Regions from separate parts of the Mus musculus genome. Here region 1 is linked to region 2. A link is a contact called in public Hi-C data. All regions are on one chromosome and are shown on one strand. The core of a region is the stretch at or near the end of the contact, and the rest is flanking DNA. Distances in the headings are between cores, read along the strand shown. Region 1 has its middle 27 kb from the start of Gm46666. Region 2 holds the start of Fra10ac1 (FRA10AC1 homolog (human)).

The links. Hi-C and Micro-C count contacts between places; a contact is called where the count stands out from the background.
Region 1: a contact with region 2 is called in a Hi-C map of the N1E-115 cell line, with 6 times the contacts expected there. A contact is called at or near these places in 5 of 39 promoter capture datasets (embryonic stem cells, hippocampal neurons, liver and 1 more), 2 of 484 Hi-C or Micro-C datasets (the N1E-115 cell line and Sertoli cells), 3 of 130 datasets of targeted methods (embryonic stem cells and pancreatic cancer cells) and 1 of 9 other capture datasets (embryonic stem cells).

The regions. Positions count from the first base shown.
Region 1 is chr19:38,482,307-38,488,082 of GRCm38.p6, forward strand. It overlaps a transcript of Plce1 not described here. Among named protein-coding and RNA genes, the nearest start is that of Gm46666, 27 kb to the left of the region's middle.
Region 2 is chr19:38,219,320-38,225,755 of GRCm38.p6, forward strand. Fra10ac1 (FRA10AC1 homolog (human)) reads right to left here and starts at 4,833. Exons shown (of 14, transcript NM_001081075.2): 1 at 4,643-4,833; 2 at 2,518-2,594; 3 at 313-408; 4 at 139-184. The coding sequence starts at 2,594.

The sequences.
Region 1 (5,776 bases), core at 1,180-3,679, 260 kb after region 2:
CAATCGTTTTATAGGGATGCCGAATGCCACCAGAAAACAGAGATTTACAATTCAATTCATAACAGTAGCAAAATTACAGTCATGAATAAGCAAGAAAAATGATTTTACGGTTGGGAGTCACCCCAGCATGAGGTTAAATACCGAATAAAGGGTTGCAGCATTAGGAAGGTTGAAAACCCGCTGCTGTAGAATGTTTTCTTCTTCCTCATTGTTTTTCCCCAGCCTCCCGGGTGGCGGTTCTAGATGCTAAACAGCAGCGTTCACCCTCCAGTTCGTTGGCCCAGCCTGAAACAGCCGCATCCTCCCTCTGCTTTGATAGCTGAAGCGGCTTCCTTACCTCCACGGATCTGTGTGCTTTATGCAAATAGCACGTTTTTCTCGCCCACGGTATTTGCTGAGACTTTCCTGGCCTGATCCCTACACCTTGGAGGCTCTCTAGAAATAATTGTGGGCAGGCATTAAACGTTAAGACTCTGGTTTGTACAAAGTAAAGCTTTATTTTAGAGGAATTAATGTAACCACAAGGATTTAGAGAAGCATTTACCATCCATACATCCTTCACTTACAGCCTCCAGGGGGGAAATTTACTTTCTGCTTAGGAGCGCCTCCTGGTCCTCTTTGGCTCCAGACCAGGTAAAAGGCGAGATTAAGCTGGAGGGACATTTTTATCCAGTCCTTCTAGTAAGACAAGCTCCTGGATGGGTTCCAGTTTGACCTTTGTCATAAAAATTTTATACTTTAGCAGATGGGGCGAAGCTAGCGTCCAATGAAGGTGGCTGGTTTTCTTTTCCTTTTCTCCGTCTCAAGTTTCTTTGATCTTTCATCTTATACTGGATAGCTCTTGGATGGTGTGTGCAGTTGGTTACAAACTTTGAAATGGATAAAGGAAAACTGAAAGGGATTGGGGCACATTAAAAGGTTTTCTAAGTAGAGGGGACATTTTCGTAAAGTATGGCTGTTCTCTCTCTCTCTCTCTCTCTCTCTCTCTCTCTCTCTCTCTGTGTGTGTGTGTGTGTGTGTGTGTGTGTGTGTGTGTGTGTTGGCAGTCCCTGCCTTCCACAAGCAGCCTTCACGGGACAACTGTTTCCGTCCCAGCTCTTACACTTTCCTTGGGGGCTACCTGATAAGTGATGGAAGATACTGATGGGATGTAGAGAAGTATGTAGCTTCATGAACCTTGGGTGGAGAAGATGGGAGCTACAGATTGATGAGATGGGGAATGGAAAAAGAGGAAGGATACATCCAAGTGTACCAGCTGTGGGGCCTGGCAAGGAAGTTAAGACTCTTGCTTATCCCCTTGGCTTCCTGGATGAAGAACTCGGGCTTGTTAATTCAAAGTTAATTCGGTTGAGTTACGGCTTAAGTAGGTTTTCATGGGCCAGATCAGGAGGATAGCTCTCTGTGGCTGTATTGTCAATATGGTAGCCACTAGGCACATATGGTTAAGTTTAAATGAGTTAAAATAAATGAAATTAACCACATCTAAGTGCTTGGATGCTACATGTGGCTGGTAGACAGTGCAAACACGGGGCCCTGCTATCATCTCAGAAATGCCTGCCCTAGAGAATTGTTTCCACAGAGTTAATCTCCAAATGAAATTTAACTGTAAATTTAGAGTTTCCCATTTATAATCCCCTGTCTGTGTTGATGAAACAACACTAGACAGTGTGCCAAGCACTTCATCTGTTAGCTTCTTCCATTTGTATGACATAGGGCATAAGTGCTAGCCATCATCCCTTACCTGTATCCTTCCGTGCATTTAGGTTTGGCGACAAAACTTGGTCTGGCCTCATGTGACTTTGCAATAGTCTCTCCTTTCCTTAGCTAGTAACAACTTCATACATCTTTACTTCAGAAATAGTGAACAGTGGAGCTATGTAATACTGGATTTATGCACTCCTACGTCAGTGGGTCTCAGCCTGTAGATCACGCTCCTTTGGAAAACCCCTGTCTCCAAAAATATTTACATTACTTCTTATAACAGTAGCAGAATTATAGTTATGAAGCAACAAAAATAATTTTATGGTTGAGGGGAGTCCCCACAACCAGAGTAACTGAATGAAAGAGACGCAGCATTAGGGAGGTTGAGAACCACCACCTTATGTGGACACCATCAAAATGACTTCTACATGGTGGCTAGTTTCTCAGTTTCTACTGAGGAATATAGACTTCTATTATTAAGTCCATTTTGAAGACGAGAAAATATAGGTAACAGAAGATGAATGTGTTTTGAGTCACAGCCAGACTCAATCAAATCAGGCTGTCTCCAGAATCTATTCCCTCGACTTCTGTGCCATCCTGCACCTGACTTTGAGCTCATGATCCATACATGCAACTGGGTCAAACTTAATAGCGTTCACTCAGTTCATTGGGAAGTTTCAGATAAGGCTATATCTAACTTGTTTAGTGGTTGAGGTTTCAAAGCTTTGACTACTCAAGCCACCCCATCAGGCATGCAAAACAATTGTGTGGTTTGACCCTTCTCTCTGTTTGCCAGCCATTCTTGAATTGTAGCCATTTGGCTATATGGGAACTGAAAGAAGAGAGGTCATTCATTGTGGATACCAGAGACACCACTGGACTGTGTTGAATCCTGTGGCACATGGGGACTTGCGTATCCATAACTGTTGTGGTGCAGGGGATGGCTTAGCTTTAGTGTAAAGCAAGCTTAGTGATGACAGGACCATTTTGCTGTCCCACCAGGGTCCCCAGGCTTTTCAGACCTTTTCATAGGGTCCAGATCCACCTGACTCAATAGGAAGTCTCTCCAGGAATTCACATGAATTCGTTCTATAAGGTCAGATGGAGCTGTGGGGTTATTCTAGCTAGAGATAGGAATGGACTTCTTATACCTCCTTCCCCTCTGAAATCTCAGGTTTCGGTGGTTTCTTCTTGACTTTTGGTAAGCATATCCTCTCTTTTGCACACGAGGATATGTTCTCAGTACTCTGCTCTCTGCGTGTTTCTTTTTCCCAGGACTCTGCAGGACCCTGTCTCTAGCCAGGGAACACAAGTTCCTCTTGAAGTCTCTTAACACTCTTTGTGTTTTCTCCCAACCAGTTATCATGGCTGAAAGGATATGTTCAGACACCCCTTTGATCAAAGGCAGAGACTTCAGATGAAACTTACCTGGTTAAATCTTGCCCCCAGCCAGTTCTATAACCCTGGACAAACAATTGTTTTTGTAAGGTAATAAAAATAATTTCTCAGGGTTGCACTGAGGCGTGAGTAAGAAGATTCATCTGAAGCACTTTGCAGCTTTGCAGAGGCCCTCACATGTACTAACAAGTTCGCTCCTAACATTGTGGTTTCTTGGCTGTGAAAGTCTGTAGTTTGGGAGGTGTATGTGGGAGGTCAGGGATACTCAAGAGTGAGTCTCTGGAATCTGTGGATATACCACTTTAGATGACCAAATGGACCCTGCAGATGAGTTTAAAGTAAGACATGATTCTGGATTTCTGTGTGGGTTCAGTCTAATCACACAACCCCTATAAAAGGGAGATGGAGGGCCATTATTTGTAGAGAGAGGTGATGTAAAAAGAGGTCAAGGATGCAGGCAGAGAGCTGGTGAAATATTGTCACAGCCTGTGTGGGTGTTTGAGTTTGGTTCCAGTCTGAAGGGTAGAGAAAAGGCAAGAAAATGAATTCTTCCCTAGAACCAGCCTGGAAGCCCATCAGAGACGCTAATTGGTTAGGTATCTTGCCCAGGGTCCCACGGCTATCGCAGGCACAGCTGTGTGGTGGGTCCAAGTCTCCTTGCGCTCTTCACTGGGAGCCTCAGGGTTCCCAAAGCAGGCACTTCTGCAGAGTCCTGCCTCTGTGTGTAAGGGAGAGGCAGTGTTTGATTTGGTGAGAAGGGCATGTATCTGCTTTGTTTTCCCTTCAGACACTGATTTTTGAAGTCCTGTTAAGTTCTTGTTATTCTTCTGTCACTGTGCTTGACAGCTGCAGCCTGAGGGACAGGCTGGGTGACTAGAGGCACGCACCCCTTCCCCAACCTCTGCTCCTGCTGAACCTCTCTCCTCACCACAGGCTGCTGGCCCGGGTGCCCCTCCCCGCCCAGGCTCTGCTGGCCCACCCCTGCCTGTTTATTGGATTTGCCTATTCTGAAGGAGACTTCCAGCCCGGAATTCCACCTCCCTCGGCCCCTTTGCTCCTCAGACTGGAGATGTTTAGTGTCCGGGTGGGGATCAGGGTCTCTTAGGTCTTTCAATGACCGGCAGTCTTTTCTTTTGATTTTGTTGGTGATGGTGTGCTGCCAGGCTTCTGGGAGATAATTATTCAGACCAGGGTTTTTGTTGTTGTTGTTGTTGTTGTTTGTCGTCTGTTTTTAACAGTTTTCTAGGAGAGTTTGGCACCTTAGTCTGATGAGTGAGGCACCAGCAGTGGAGACCTCAGCCTTTCATTCTGTGTCTCTTGCGTGGTCCTGTGATTACTTGCTTTCTATATGGGACTCTGCCTTATATTTTATATGAAGGGAGGAATTTGTGTGTGTGTGTGTGTGTGTGTGTGTGTGTGTGTGTGAGAGAGAGAGAGAGAGAGAGAGAGAGAGAGAGAGAGAGAGAGAGAGAGAGATTTCATCCTAAGATACGCTATGTTTGATCTTTGATCCTCAGATTTAGATGTGAAAAAAATATATAATTCTTGATTTTTCCTCATCCCCATTTTATACGTTTGGGTTCTAGAGGCAAGTTGCTTAGACTGTTTATATCCTGGCTCCACTGCTAATAACTGGTGTGGCCTCCTTCAAAATATGTGGCTGAAACTCCCCAGTGTACACAGTGGAGGGTAGTAGTGTTACTTATGTAACAGGTTGTGAAATCGAATGGGATAATTCACACAAAGTATTGAGAACACCACCTACTATAAAGTAAGAATTCAACACATATTAGCTAGCATTGGGCTTTTGTAGACCCAGCAGTATAGCAGGAAAAGAATGTAACTTCTCTTCATTGCAGTGAAGGTAGCTGAGGTCTCTGAGGTCTCAAGGTCTTCTGCCCAGAAGTACAGTGGCTGCCCCTTGCAGAGGTTACAGACCTTTCTTAGAACCCCACCAGCCAGCCAGTTGGCGGGCCTGGGGTATGTAGTATACAACGATGATTTCAGCTCCCCCCTCCCCCAGCTTCTGCTCCAAATTTGGAATATAATATAAACTCTGCCCTCTAGCTTTAAGGTGCAAAGGTTTACAAATGTCCTCCCCACCCCCCAACCCAGATGGTGGTATCCCTTCAGTGAGGTCGGGAGCACAAGGGTGAGAGCCAAGCACCTGGGGAAAAAAAGCAGTGTCGCCAATCTTCATAGGGCTAATAGATAGGACTGGCCAGTTCATGTCAGCCAGGTTCATTATCAGTGTGCCTGAGACCTGTTGTATCTCTCTGCTTGGTGGCGAGAGTGCTCTGGCCACAGCCTCCACCACCCACCGCTCACAGTAACTGTGAAAGGTCTCTTTTAAAGGGGGTCTGTGGGTACACCCTCACCCAGAAGTCAGCTGGCAATTGTGTATTTGTATTTCTTGGTAGGAGCAACTAGCTACATTGTAGTATTTAAACAGTGTGGGTTCTTTATTCAGAATCAAAAGAGGCAGAAGCAAGGAGAGACTCTGTTTTGATGACTTCATTGTAAGTTTAAACTATATAATATTACTGAGTATGGAAAATCCAGGGAGTGGAAAGAAAATCATCTGGGGAAAACACATGTGACCCAGAGCATGCTATACACGTCTGGGATTAAAATATCATGTAACGAGCTTTAATTTGAATAACACCGGAGTTGCTTC
Region 2 (6,436 bases), core at 3,583-6,082:
TATATCAATAACTACTAACCTGTAAAAATAAAACTAGTCTACTTAACTTGACAAGATTTTGATTTTTAAAAGTCAGAAAACATGGATAACAAGCAAAATATTCTATTAGTTATGAAAATAGGACTATAAAAAGGATACAGCATCCATAGCTATGAGATGAAACCTTCTATTTCTTGCTTCTTCCCTGTTTAAAAAAGAAGTTTAGGTAAATTCAAATGCCCATATTTTATTAACATAATGAAACCCACAGGTTATGAGATTATAAAAGAGCTTAACGCAAAGGCTGTCCGTCATAGCACCAAAGCGCCACACCTGTCGAGCAAGTCTGCGGCGACTTGTTTATGGGCCACCTTTCCATGCCTTTCTTTTTGAAACGGTTTTGTAAGCAGCAACTCATCTTCGACTGTCCTGGTGTAGTAAAAAAAAAAAGTGTTAAAAGTTAATTTTTCTTGAAGGATGCTGTCTAACTCTTCCCATGTTTGTGACAGCTCGACAGGTATTCTGCCAGTGACCTCTGCCTCAGCTGTCTTAGGAAGGCAGAGCCTTGCTGGAAGAAGTGGATCACTGCAGATGGATTGACATTTTATAACCCGGCCTCACTTTATATCTGCTCTCGGCCTCCTGACTGTAGACACAATGTGACCAGCTACTTCATGCCCCTGCCTCCATAGGAACCCCTTCTCACTGTACCCCTTCTTAAATCTTGACCAAAAGCAAATCTTTCAGTTTCTTCTTGTCGGGTAACAGGCTCACAACTAGAAAAGTAACTAACATGAAATAAGGACTTAACTTTAAAATGGGTCTCTGATCTTTAATGAAACATTTTGCTTCTTCATTTTATTTACTACTTATAAAATGGAAAAGATAAGAGAAAATGGCTAGTTCTTAGCAGCAGGTTCCTAGCTCAGTTCCTGACTTGATCATTTACCACCCTAAGTTATTTACCTCTAAAGGAGAGATAATGAAGATTTAACAGGTAAAAAATATGGAAAGGAAAGTTTGACTATAGAGGACACTGACCACAGACAAACAGCCTTACTGATATGGATACATAGAACCCTAGACCACAGTACCCAACTAAATCTGCTCAAATTCTATTCATAAATCATTTCTTTTGAGGGAGGATCCTCACTAGCCCAAGATAGCCCGGAAATCACTACACAAGCAAGGATAAACCTGAATTCCTGATGCTCCTTAATCTGCCTCTAAAGGGCATGTGTCACTTTTCTTTGTTTTACACAGCACTGGGGACTGAACCTGGGCGTCCTATATCCTAGGCAAGCATTCCACTAACTTAGTTACACCCCCCCCCCCCAGACCAGAAAGCAATGTTTCTTAATGAAAATCTAAAAAAAAAAAAACAACACAGGGCTGGAGAGATGGCTCAGTGGTTAAGGGCACTGATTGCTCTTCCAGAGGTTCTGAGTCCAATTTCCAGCAACTACATAGTGGCTCACAACAATCTGTAATAGGATCCAATGCCCTCTTCTGGTGTGTCTGAAGACAGTTACAGTGTACTCATATAAACAACATAAGTAAATCTTTTAAAAGAAAGAAAGAAAGGAAGGAAGGAAGGAAGGAAGGAAGGAAGGAAGGAAGGAAGAAAAAAAGAAAGAAAGAAAGAAAGAAATCTAAAAAACATACATTGCTATAATTATTACTATTCTTCTGTTATTGATAAAGACTGCCGATTTTATAAAATGTTCATTCCTAGTTAGTGATAACACATCAGTCTCACTATGGGATAATAAACCAACTTCTCTAAGTCCTGCTACTACGAATCAAGCCCTCCTGTTACTACATACCATGACATTTCAAAGCACTGAAAGCTAAGGACAATGGCCCTAAACACAGCAATTTTGTGAAGATGTAGCCTCCAGCTGGACATGCAGTTCATACCTGGAACCCCAGCACTTTCAAAGCTAAACCAAGAAGACTGTGTCTTAGGACAGCCTGGGCTATATAGGGAATTCCAGGATAGCCTGAACTAAATAATAAAACTGTCTCAGGAAACAAAAATGACAACAACAACAAAAATGTGTCCTCTTTGTGAAGCCCAGGCTTTGTATGCTAGAGGATCTTGGTCTTGCCAACTCTGACCTGCTCATTCAAGTCAACATTACAACTGTTCTGAATTACAATTCATCCTCCACGAGCACCTCACTGGGAAGACAAACAGCAACCAAGCCTCCTTTAAGCTGTGACATTTGCAGACACACAGTCTTAACAAATGAAAAAGCAAACAACAAAAAACAAAACAAAACAAAAAAAAAAAACATGCAATAGAGAAATCTTTCCTTTTCCCTCTATCCCTTTCAATAAACTCCTTCACAACAAAACTTCATTTTCCCCACAACTACCTCCAAACTGAAATCCATTTATTACAGTGCAATGAATAAACCCTCACTTGCTACAGCAGTTGTTTCCATATGCAAAGTCAATCCAAACCCTTTCCAGGATTTAGTTATACTTCATGTCCGTCTAGAAACAGTGTGAACTATGGATCAACAGACTTACTTCTTCCTCTTTTTGCTGGAGCCTCCGCCTTGCTCATCGTCACTAAAATCAGAGTCATAGCCTCCATGCCCATGCATCTGCAAAGGAGTGCGAGGTCAGCCGTGCGGACCCGAGCTGCCAAATACTCAGGAAACACAAGACTGAGAGTTAAGTGATCTTAAACAGCCACAAGCTTTACAAGTCATGCTGGGCAGATCATGGTCTCTGGTCTACGCAGCCACCTAACACTTTAATCCCTTTGAAATAAGAAGAATAAGGACATTAGTCACTGGCCTTCCAGTGAAACCTAAGCCTGGATATTGCAAAGCGACTCCATGCAAGGGACAACAGTGCATCACTTTTATTTGTGCCACACACCCCACACCCCCTAGAGATGTTTCAGCCACAGACAGACCACTGGAGGAAAATACAAATTATTGCTTAGTACTTCAACTATACCTTCTACATTGTAGCTATGCCTAACTGTGCAAATACCATTACACTTATCTACAGTAATAATTGCAACAACATGCTATATACGTTCATAGTCTAGAAAGATACTAGTTTGGGGGCTGTCTGTAGTAGAGGTGTTTGATGGCTGTACCATTGTAGAAGCATACTCTCTGCTGTTTGAACAATGAAGGAGCTGCAGAAATGTATTTAAGTGTCTCTCTTATTAAGCACTGGGTGACTATATTATTACTTTGTCATAGACACAGTGATAAGCACTTTTATAAAGCTTATGATTTTTCAAGTTAAAAATAAGTACTTGCATTTTAGGAATGAAAATGTAGTTAAACTAATCTACTTGATTCTTAAGGCCCCAGTTTCAACAATCTCTTGGGAATATTAGGCACAACTTGCCAGAATTAGTGTTTGTAAACAGTACATTATCAACTGATTAAATTTTTTTTCCTTAATTTTTAAGCATGAGTTTTAGCTGAGGTCTCCTTAAGCTAAGTTTCCTTACCCCTAGGCTTAGTCAGTCTTATTATTTTCCGATGGATAGTCTTGGAATTGCTGAAAAGCTTCAGCTGTCAGTTGTGCCTGAAAAGGCATCTGACTCCAGCATTACACAGAGTTTGGAACACACATGAGCAAGGGTACAGATGATTTTACTACTGTATATCATCAATAGTCAACTCCTGCAGCTGAAAGGAGCCAGTCCAGGTCAAGTGATAATATTTTTCAGCTTTGGTATTTGTGTCAGTAAGTGTACAGAATTCGTAACACACATTAATAGGGGTAAAGGTGGGTTGCAATCTTTATTGCTGAAAGGACCCAGTCCAGGTAAAGAGACATTAACTTTAGCATCTGTGTTGGCAAGTACAGCTAGGATAGCCAGTGTCTGCGTTCTTGACTACCTTCTGTTTGTCATTCTGTTAAATAAGGTAGCTATGTCAAATCATTAAATTCTGTGAGTCTCTGCAACTCCATTTTCAAACTTGGGCGTGTGAGTATATACCTCTCTTCCTTATCCCACCAAATGCTAAAGAGAAGGCAACAGCCAAGCTTTGGAGACATAGGTTTGCAAGCCACAGTTCTTCCTGACCGACAGCTATCATTGCCTTATACACCTAGACGTCACACCTTTTAGCAGATCTCATCAAGGCTGTTCAAATTCTACTACCCTCTAATCCATCCTCACGTGCTTCATATATTGATGGTGGAAAACCGCAGTGTGGAGCCTGGAGCAGTTGCAGAATCTAAGGTCTGGCTGGCACAGACGCGTCTCCTACTTCCCCACTTATGTAAAGGTTAACATAGAGGTTATGTAAAGAAGCCCAAACCTCAAGCTTACATAGTTTGGGGACGGTACCTAGTACAGGAAGACCTGAAACTAGTAGAACCTGGAACTAGTAGATCATCTTGACCCCTCATTCCAGACACCTCTTCTCTGCTCCGACGCCACATTTCTTTTTATCTCGGGCAGCTTCATCCATCCCTTGAGCTATCTTAACCCAGTAGCTTCACTAAAAAGCTCTCACTCAAATCATGCTATCAACTGACTGGAATTAAGAAAATCTCGAGAATAGGGCATCTGCTGCCTCCCGAATCTGTCAAAATAAAAATGAGACTCAACTACTAAGAACCAGTTTCAAAGTCCTCTCTGAGATCAAACACGCCCACGGCCCTCCTTACACACCCCTTCCCTTCCGCTCTTCTCTGTCTGGCAAGTTCGCCCCCAAGAGTCCTGACAGCTGCAGCGACGAGCCACGGCCTCAGCGAGCCGCTGCAGGTCCGCGCCGGTCCTCCAGAGCCACGCAGCGCCGCCGCCCGCGCCACTGTCACCGCACGCTGCACGCCTGGCCCTACGGGTACCGGCTGGGAACCGCTTCCGGCCCGGCTCAGAGGCGTGTCACATCGATAAGACACCGTTCTCCGGCGCGCCGACTCTGTGCTGCAGCCAGAATGGCTCGGGGGTAAACAAAGACGGCGGAAGAAAAGGCCCGGAAGAGGAAGCAGAGGCTCCCTGCTTTGGTCCCTCATTTTTCCTTTGGGCCATCTCCTTTTTCCTCTAGGGAATCCAATATGTAGTACAATGTGGCACTGCCCAGCCCACGTCCTTCATTGGAAAATGTATATTGCTATAGAGAAAAACCCCGCCTGTCACCTGCGGTCCTCTCTCTAGTAACCTTAGTAACGCCTCCACCGAGCATCCTCGCCCAGCCAGCAGCTCAGCCTCAGATCTGCCTTATCACCCCCTCTTTTTCCCCTACGAAAACAGTGCTCATAATTAGAACAGAAATAGCTTCCCCGCGTTCCGCCACCCACACAATAGATACTGTTCCAAAGGCAGTGCTGGCGGCTGAAGAGATCGAGTTGGCAAGGAAAAGAAGAAATGGGGAATGAAAAAGATTTCACAGGGTCGCAGATTCTACGCCAATAAGCAACCTAGCACACGCAGAAAGGGCATCCAATATAAAATTTAAGGAAAAAAAAAAAAAAAAAAAACACCTCAGGCAGCCAGAATTAAATTATTTTAAGCTCCACTGGGTTGTTCCTGCATTGTGTTTGCCCTACACCGTGACGTCCCATTCCTCTTTCCACTGGGTACAGATCTTGCTTCTCTTCAATACCAGCAGTTATTCATCTCGCACTCCGCAGCCAACACTGTGCCTTTGAAATCACAGGAGCTACTAAAACATTTGCTGAACAGAACTGGCATGCTTCTCACTTTTACAGCGGGTCCATGTTAAGGAAGAACTCTGAATCTTAATACACGTTCATTTTAAATCTTTTATCCTAACCAGTAGATAACAATATCCCTGTCAATCAGTTCAAGACTTTTTTTATTCCTGGCAGCAAATCATAGATACACCCTGATTTACATAGAGCAGCGATTGCAATCTTGTTAATTACAAAATTATAAATTTATGCATTTCAAGGTGCATTTGAATTATACTACAATAAAAATGTTTCCTTTAAAAATGTAAATAGGAAACCTCATAATTTAATATTATTAAAGTATTGAGTTAATTTGTCAAGCAGTCAATTTTTATAGATATCTAAAAACCAAATACTTTGTCCTTTTATCACTAATAAGAACTCCTGTAGCCTAAATGAAACTCTTGTATACCAATATTTGACATGCATTAGCATTTTTGTTCCTTTTTAAAAAACATCTTTTATCTATTAACTTCTTTTTAGTTTTCCAACAACCCTGTGCTGCTGTTGTAGGCCCTGCATTTAAATTTTTTAAAGATGTTGCTTCTGTGTCATATGTGTGTGCCTGCTTCTCCATGTCACATTACACATGGAGGACAGAAGACGGTGTGGTAAGCCCTGGAACAAGCGTGACAGAGTGGTGTGGGTACTGGGAGCCGAACCCTGGCCCTGGGAAAGAGCAGCAAGCCTCTCCACAGCTTTGCCAGCTATGGGGGTTTGAAGGAGAATGGGCCCCATAGATTCAGATGCTTGACTGCTTGCTCCTCATTTA